2 separate regions of the Sus scrofa genome follow, and region 1 is linked to region 2. Evidence: chromatin contacts called from public HiChIP or PLAC-seq data. All regions are on one chromosome and are shown on one strand. The core of a region is the stretch at or near the end of the contact, and the rest is flanking DNA. Distances in the headings are between cores, read along the strand shown. Region 1 overlaps SPI1 (Spi-1 proto-oncogene). Region 2 overlaps CELF1 (CUGBP Elav-like family member 1).

Region 1 (3,878 bases), core at 1,030-3,529, 150 kb before region 2:
TCACACCCCCCCCCACACACACACGGTCATTTAGATCATGTCATTCCCCTGTTCAAAACCCTCCAATGGCTTCTCAATAGATGTCAGCTACAAACTCCTGCCAGAGCCTTCAGGCCCTGTGTCATCTCTGCAGACCCCTCTGGTTTCATTTCATGTCTGTCCCCTGTGCTCACCGGCCATTCTGGTCCCGCCCGAGTCCCTCCTGCTCTTGCACCGGCTATTCTCCACCTAGAACACCTGCCTATCTTTGCATTCATGTTCCTTCCCTGCGCTCAGATTTCCACTCAACTGCCACCTTCCTCAGAGGCCTTCCCTGCCCACCCAAAGTATCCCCCCAGACACTCTGAATCACGTTACTCTGCTTGCTTGCCTTTTTTTTTTTTTTTTTTTTTTTTTTTTTGTGCTTTTTAGGACCGCACCTGGGACATATGGAAGTTCCCAGGCTAGGGGTCCGATCAGAGCTACAGCTGCCAGCCTACACCACAGCCCACAGCAACGTGGGATCCGAGCCACGTCTGCAACCTACACCACAGCTCACAGCAACACCGGATCCCTAACCCACTGAACGAAGGCCAGGGATCCACCCGTATCCTCATGGATACCTAGTCGGATTCATTTCCGATGAGCTACAACGGAAACGCCTACATTACTCTGCTTTCTATAGGACTTTCTAGAACATGTCTGTCAATTTGATTGTTCGTCGTCTCTCTCCTCACTGGACTGTAAGCTCTGTGAGAGCAGTGGCCTGGCCTAGCCTGGCCTGCTCATCATGGAACCTCCAGTGCCTAGAACAGTGTCTGATACACAGTGTATAATCAGAGGCTATTTGCTGGATGGACAAATGAGGGGATGAATGGACAAGTGGGTTGGACAGTAAGTGTTGGAAGGATGGGTGTGTGGCTGGGTAGACGGGTGGGTGAATGGGAGGATGGGAGAGGAGTGGATGGATGGATGAGTTGGGGGGGTGCTGGTTGGCTGGCATCTAGATCATCGAAACATGACCCGGTTGATCTATCACGGAAGGTTTTGTGTGTCTCCACTCTCCCAGCTGCTTTATCTCCCCTGCCTGGGAGGATGCAATAAGCTAACAGACCATGTCCTGGAAGTTTACTGGGCCTTGTATTCAGTCTATTACCTCATACATGACACATTACCTCATGCAATCATTGCAAGCCTGGGAGGTAAGTATTTTCATGCTCGTAGATGAGGAAACAGGCTCAGAGGGGTTAAGTCACCTGCTCCAAAGTTACACACTGGTGAGTGATGGAGCCAGGACTAGACCCAGGTCTGGCCCCAGGGCCTTTTTGCTAAATCTCACCACCTAAAAATATAGATGCAGAGGACACGCCCGAACTGGTAGAAGAAGGTGGGGATGTCTCTAGTCTTGAGTCTCTAGAAAATACTTTCCAACAGGCATTAAGAAAGAACAAAACAGGAGTTCCCTTGTGGCCTTGTGGTTAAGGACTTGGGGTTGTCACTGCTGTAGCATAGGTTACTGCTGTGGTTTGGGTTCAATCTCTGGCCTGGGAATTTTTTATTTTTTTATTTTTTTTGGTCTTTTTGCCATTTCTTGGGCCGCTCCTGCGGCATATGGAGGTTCCCAGACTAGGGGTCCAATCAGAGCTGTAGCTGCCGGCCTACGCCAGAGCCACAGCAACGCGAGATCCAAGCCGCGTCTGCAACCTACACCACAGCTCACGGCAACGCCGGATCCTTAGCCCACTGAGCAAGGCCAGGGACCGAACCCGCAACCTTATGGTTCCTAGTCGGATTCGTTAACCACTGCGCCACAATGGGAACTCCAGGCCTGGGAATTTTTGAATGAGGTGGGCACCCCCCCAAAAAAAAGAAGGCACAAAACATGCCCAGGACACCTGGGGACGTTGGAGGAGTCCCCATAAAGAAGAAATTGGGTCTGAGAACCCCAAAGGCTGCTCAGGCATCCAATTAGGAGTCATTCCTAGAGACCCACCCGCATATAAGGGGTCTGCCTGGGCCCTGAGCCAGGAAAGCACAGGCTTTCTCTAAAGTGTTCACTCCATCAGCCAGCCCTGGACCTCGCTGATTTCTAGATATATAAACAGCATTCCCATATTACAGGAGGGTAAACTGAGGCTTCAATAGACCTAACGGAAATGCACCCAAACCCAGTGAAGCTGAGAAGGCGTCAGGCCAGAGGAGGAAAAAAAGCCCTCATGCTGGAAGGGTGGCAAGCCCTGAGCTTGCTGGGACCCGAGCTGTTCTGCTGCCTGCAGCCACCAGGGGGCGCCGGTTCTCAAGCCGGGAGGGACCGTCTTAGGTCCCAAACTGCCTGGGGGAAAGGTGAGCTGCTGGTCTCCGGTCAAGGACACCCAGCCCTTGATCCTGGCCGGGGGAACTGGAGATAGAATTCGAGAGACTCTCTCTCTAAACTGTCTGGATTTTCCACAGAGAAAATGCATTTCATGTAGAATTGTAAGTAAGCTTATAAGGATGAAAAAAAAGTGGTTTTTAAAGCCTTTCTGGCCTCGGAGTCCTGAAAGAAGCCTGTGTATTCCCAGATAGGCCCTTGAAGAGCATTCACTACCTACTCCTGAGACGTGGCTTCCAGGGATCGTCTTTATAATTGTCGTCAGGTGTGAGTTCCAGTGAAACAAGTTTTGTCAAGCTTTGGCATCTGGATGTTGAGGCCCTGAATAAGGACTCGCCACATGTGGCATCTCTGAGTGTGGCCTATAGGTTTAAACCGTGTGCCAGCACAATGGGGCTACAGGTGTGAATGGCCCCCAGATAAGGTCTTCAGGTATGAAACCTTCCGCAGCTGTGGCACACAGCATGCCTGTCCCCCTGGGGTTGCAGACACTCTGATGTCTGGCCCACCTAGATCAGACCCACTGGAGAATCCCCCAGTGAAGACCCATTAACCGGGCCACCTTGCCTTTGGTTCAGGGGTGTCCCAGCAATATGCCAAGATCCACGTCAGGGGATCTCTCTTAGCTCCCTGCCCAGCTCCCAGGCACCGAAGCCCTCCTCCCCTCCCCTGAATTTGTTTCAGGATCAAGCCTGGGCCTTGGTGGGGGCAGCCAGACCCAGAGAGAAAAAGCCTCAGGCCCAGGCCTCATCCTCGCCCCCATCCCCAGCAAGCTGGGGGCCTCGGCCCTACTGAGTGAGAGGGGAGGTGCCCAGGGCCTTTCCTTTAGGTCAGTAGTCCTCAAATAGGGGTGGTTCTGCCCCAGAGGGGACATTTGGTAATTCTGGTGTCTTGATGGGCAGTACTGCTGGCATCTAGTGGGTCAAAGCCAGGGATGCTGCCAAATACCCCACAATGCCTAAGACGGACCCCACAATATAGACTTATCCAGCCCAAAATGTCATGGGAGAAGCACTGCTAGCCACACACAGCAGGAAGCAGGGCTGCACCAACAGGAGCTCAGGTTTAGGGGGTGCCAAGAACAGAGAGGAAGACGGGATGTTGGGGGGGAGGGAAAAAGGAGGGCACACTGGACCTGGAGCCATCAGAGCTGGGACCCCCTGACCAGCTGTGCCACCTTGTACGAGTCCCGTAGCCCCTTAGTCTATTTCCTCGTGTGTCAAAAGGACACAAGGATTGGTCAAGAAGATAAATGTGCAAGAGATGAAGCCTGTGCCTTGGCACACCAAGGATGCTCCGTAAAAGCAGGCTGGGAATGTGGGTGTGAGGTGCGGGGCGGGGGCTTACTGAATGCCTGACCCTGAAAGCTAACTGGCCCCTATGCTCAGAATTCCAAAGAAGCCCCAGGAACGAGTCTTTTCTCTCTGCCCAGAACCCAGCAGGCCAGGCTGGGGAAGTGGGGGCGGGGCGGGGCCCTGTACTCACCGCTGTGGCTTTCTCCATCACTGCTGAGATACGGGTAATATTC
Region 2 (3,646 bases), core at 129-2,628:
TTGAAACAAAAACTCAAAAAGTGTCCCTGTGCTCATAAAAATCTTTCCTTGCCCTCAAACTAATAATTTATTGAAAAACCTAAATATAAACACCACTAAGATAAAGTATGTGTTGAAACCAAATTCATAACCATATTAGAAAAGTAAAAGAGGGAGTTTCTGCTGTGGTGTAGTGGGTTAAGAATCTGACTGCAGGAGTTCCCATTGTGGCACACCAGAAACAAATCCAACTAGTATCCATGAGGATGCAGGTTCGATCCCCAGCCCAGCACAATGATTAAAAAGATCCAGCATTGCTGCGGCTGCAGTGAGGTCACAGCTGTGCCTTGGATTCATTCCATCGCCCAGGAACTTCCATGTCTCAAGCGCAGCCATTAAAAAAAAAAAAAAAAAGTAAAAGATGAGTCCCCTTGCGGTGCAGTGGGTTAAGGTCACCGCAGCAGCTCAGGTCCGATCCCTGGTCAGGGAACTTCCACATGCTGCAGGCACGGCCAAAAAAATAAAAATTAAAAAATTTTAAAAATAATTTTAAAGTAAAAGAGAAATCACAAAAAAATCTGAAGAGAAAAAAACGGATTTAGGAGACAAGACACACCGTCAGCTAAAGGTAAGAACAGGCATCAGCATATTCCATAGAAATATTGTATTTGGGAGTTCCCTTCGTGGCGCAGTGGCTAACGAATCCGACTAGGAACCATGAGGTTGTGGGTTCGGTCCCTGTCCTTGCTCAGTGGGTTAACGATCCGGCGTTGCCGTGAGCTGTGGTGTAGGTTGCAGACGTGGCTCGGATCCCGCGTTGCTGTGGCTCTGGCGTAGGCCGGCGGCTACAGCTCCGATTCGAACCCTAGCCTGGGAACCTCCATATGCCGAGGGAGCGGCCCAAGAAATAGCAAAAAGACAAAAAAAAAAAAAAAAAAAAAAAAATATTGTATTTGGTTGTTTTTCGTGTTTGGCTGTGCCTGTAGCAGCACATGGAAGGAAGCTCCTGGGCCAGGGATCAAACCTGTGCTACAGCAACCCTAGCTGCCACAGGCAATAACATCATATTTCCAACCCACTGTACCACAAAAGAACTCCTGCATCTGGTTTTTAATATATTAACTCACCTAAGCTTGCCTGCAGCAGTATTATTATCATTACTTTTTGTCTTTTTAGGGCTGCACCCTAGGCATATGGTGTTTCCCGGGCTAGGGGTTGAATCGGAGCTGCAGCTCTGATCCTACACCATAGCAAGAGCAACGTGGGATCCGAGCCACATCTGCAACTTAAAGCACTGTTCACGGCAATGCCAGATCCTCATCCACTGAGTGGGGCCAGGGATCCAACCCACAACCTCATGCAACCTCATAGTTCGTAGTTGGATTCGTTTCTGCTGCGCCATGATGGGAAGTCCCCAAAAGGTTATTTTTAAGTAGTTTCCCAATCCTGTCACCACAATCTATAACCCAAATTAGTTCAGTAAAGAAGTTTACACAGGAGTTCCCGTCGTGGCACAGTGGTTAACGAATCCGACTAGGAACCATGAGGTTGCGGGTTCGGTCCCTGCCCTTGCTCAGTGGGTTAACGATCCGGTGTTGCTGTGAGCTGTGGTGTAGGTTGCAGACGTGGCTCGGATCCTGCGTTGCTGTGGCTCTGGCGTAGGCCAGTGGCTACAGCTCCGATTAGACCCCTAGCCTGGGAACCTCCATATGCCACGAGAGTGGCCCAAAGAAATAGCAAAAAGACAAAAAAAAAAAAAAAAAGTTTACACAAGCTTACAAATGTTTTCTCAGGTCAGTCTCTCAAAGCAACAGAAATAAAAGTAAAATAAACCAATGGGACCCTATCAAACTGATAAGCTTTCGCACAGCAAAGGAAACCATAAAAAAAAACAAAAAGACAACTTACAGAATGGGAGAAAACAGTGTCAAATGATGCAATGACAAGGGCTTGATCTCTAAAATATATAACAACTTATACAACTCAACAGCAAAATAGCCAACAACCCAGAGGAAAATGGGCAAAAGACCTGAATAGACATCTCTCCAAAGAAGATATACAGATGGTCAATAAGCACATGAAAAAATGCTCAACATCAATGACTACTAGAGAAATATAAATCAAAACTACTATGAGGTACCACCTCACACCTGTCAGAATGGCCATCATGAACAAGTCAACAAGTAACAAATGCTGGGAAGGTGTAGAGGAAAAAGCCCTCCTGCACTGTTGGTGGGAATGTACATTGGTACAACCAATATGGAAAACAGTATGGAGGTACCTCAGAAAACTAAATATAGAACATATGACCCAGCAATCCCACTCTTGGGCATATATCCGGACAAAATTTCCTTGAAAAAGACACGTGAACCCCTGTGTTCACTGCAGCATTATTCACAATAGTCAAGACATGGAAACAACCTAAATGTCCATCAACAGATGATTGGATTAAAAAGATGTGGTATATATATACAATGGAATACTACTCAGCCATAAAAAGAACAAAATAATGCCATTTTCAGCAACATGGATGGAACTAGAGACTCTCATCGTGAGTGAAATAAGTCAGAAAGAGAAAGACAAATACCATATACAAATACCATATATTACTTACATCTGGAATCTAATATATGGCACAAATGAACCTTTCCACAGAAAAGAAACTCATGGACATGGAGAACAGACTTGTGGTTGCCGAGAGGGAAGGAGTGGGATGGATTGGTAATTTGGAGTTAACAGATGAAAACTATTGCCTTTGGAATGGATAAGCAATGAGATCCTGCTGTATAGCACTGGGAACTATATCTAGTCACTTATGATGGAGCATGATAATGTGAGAAAAAAGAATGTATACATGTATGTGTAACTGGGTCAGGTCACCTTGTTGTACAGCAGAAAATTGACAGAACACTGTAAGCTATCTATAATGGAAAAAATAAAAATCATTATAAAATAAAAAAAGTTTACAAGCTTTTTAAATTAATTATTTATTTACTTTGCTTTTTAGGGCCACACCCAAGGCATATGGAGGTTCCCAGGCTAGGGGTCCAATCGGAGCTATAGCTGCCAGCCTATACCACAGCCACAGCAACGCCAGGTCCAAGCCATGCCTGCAACCCGCGCCACAGCTCATGGCAATGCCAGATCCTCAACCCACTGAGCTCAAGGCCAGGGATCGAACCAGCAACTTATGGTTCCTAGTTGGATTTATTTCTGCTGCGCCACAATGGCCAACTCCACAAGCTTTTCTTAAATTAGATTTGTAAATGTATTCAGAGGCTATTAAACAAAAAAATGACGTGATAAAAATAAATATACAATAAACACGGCATCTTTCCATAATTATTTCCCATAAACTGAAAAGAGGAAGTGCAAAGGACAAGCCCAGAGTACAGTTTTGTCACATTAGTTTACTATCAGACAGTCTACAGACAAAAAGAGACTCAGGCCACAGGACATGAGAAGAGACAAATACTTAGGTGCTTTATTTGTTTTTACTACTGGTTTATAATTCCTTGACTTTATTTTTAAGCGCATGTCTTGGCCCAGAAAAGCAAGAGAGCATTGACTGCCAGCAGTATCAGATTCTCCTTTTCTTATTTTCTAGAACTACAAAAAACAGAGCCAGAATCAGGGTTTCTAGGAGCCTTCTGTTTTGTACAGGCAA

The links. HiChIP or PLAC-seq counts read pairs in DNA pulled down with a chosen protein or histone mark.
Region 1: an H3K27ac HiChIP or PLAC-seq map of alveolar macrophages shows a contact between it and region 2. The contact joins two enhancer-like sites. A contact is called at or near these places in 1 of 47 Hi-C or Micro-C datasets (liver) and 1 of 2 datasets of contacts at active chromatin or transcription factors (alveolar macrophages).

What each region holds. Positions count from the first base shown.
Region 1 is chr2:15,230,537-15,234,414 of Sscrofa11.1, reverse strand. It overlaps SPI1 (Spi-1 proto-oncogene), which reads right to left. Exons shown (of 5, transcript NM_001001865.1): 2 at 3,836-3,878. Among named protein-coding and RNA genes, the nearest start is that of SPI1, 4.5 kb to the right of the region's middle. Within about 2 kb of position 2,279, at least 7 of the 83 cell types and tissues checked have an H3K27ac peak or open chromatin away from gene starts, as enhancers often do. A contact at or near this core is called in alveolar macrophages, where this site is marked.
Region 2 is chr2:15,082,858-15,086,503 of Sscrofa11.1, reverse strand. All of the region lies in intron 1 of CELF1 (CUGBP Elav-like family member 1), which reads right to left. Among named protein-coding and RNA genes, the nearest start is that of CELF1, 18 kb to the right of the region's middle. Within about 2 kb of position 1,378, at least 2 of the 83 cell types and tissues checked have an H3K27ac peak or open chromatin away from gene starts, as enhancers often do. A contact at or near this core is called in alveolar macrophages, where this site is marked.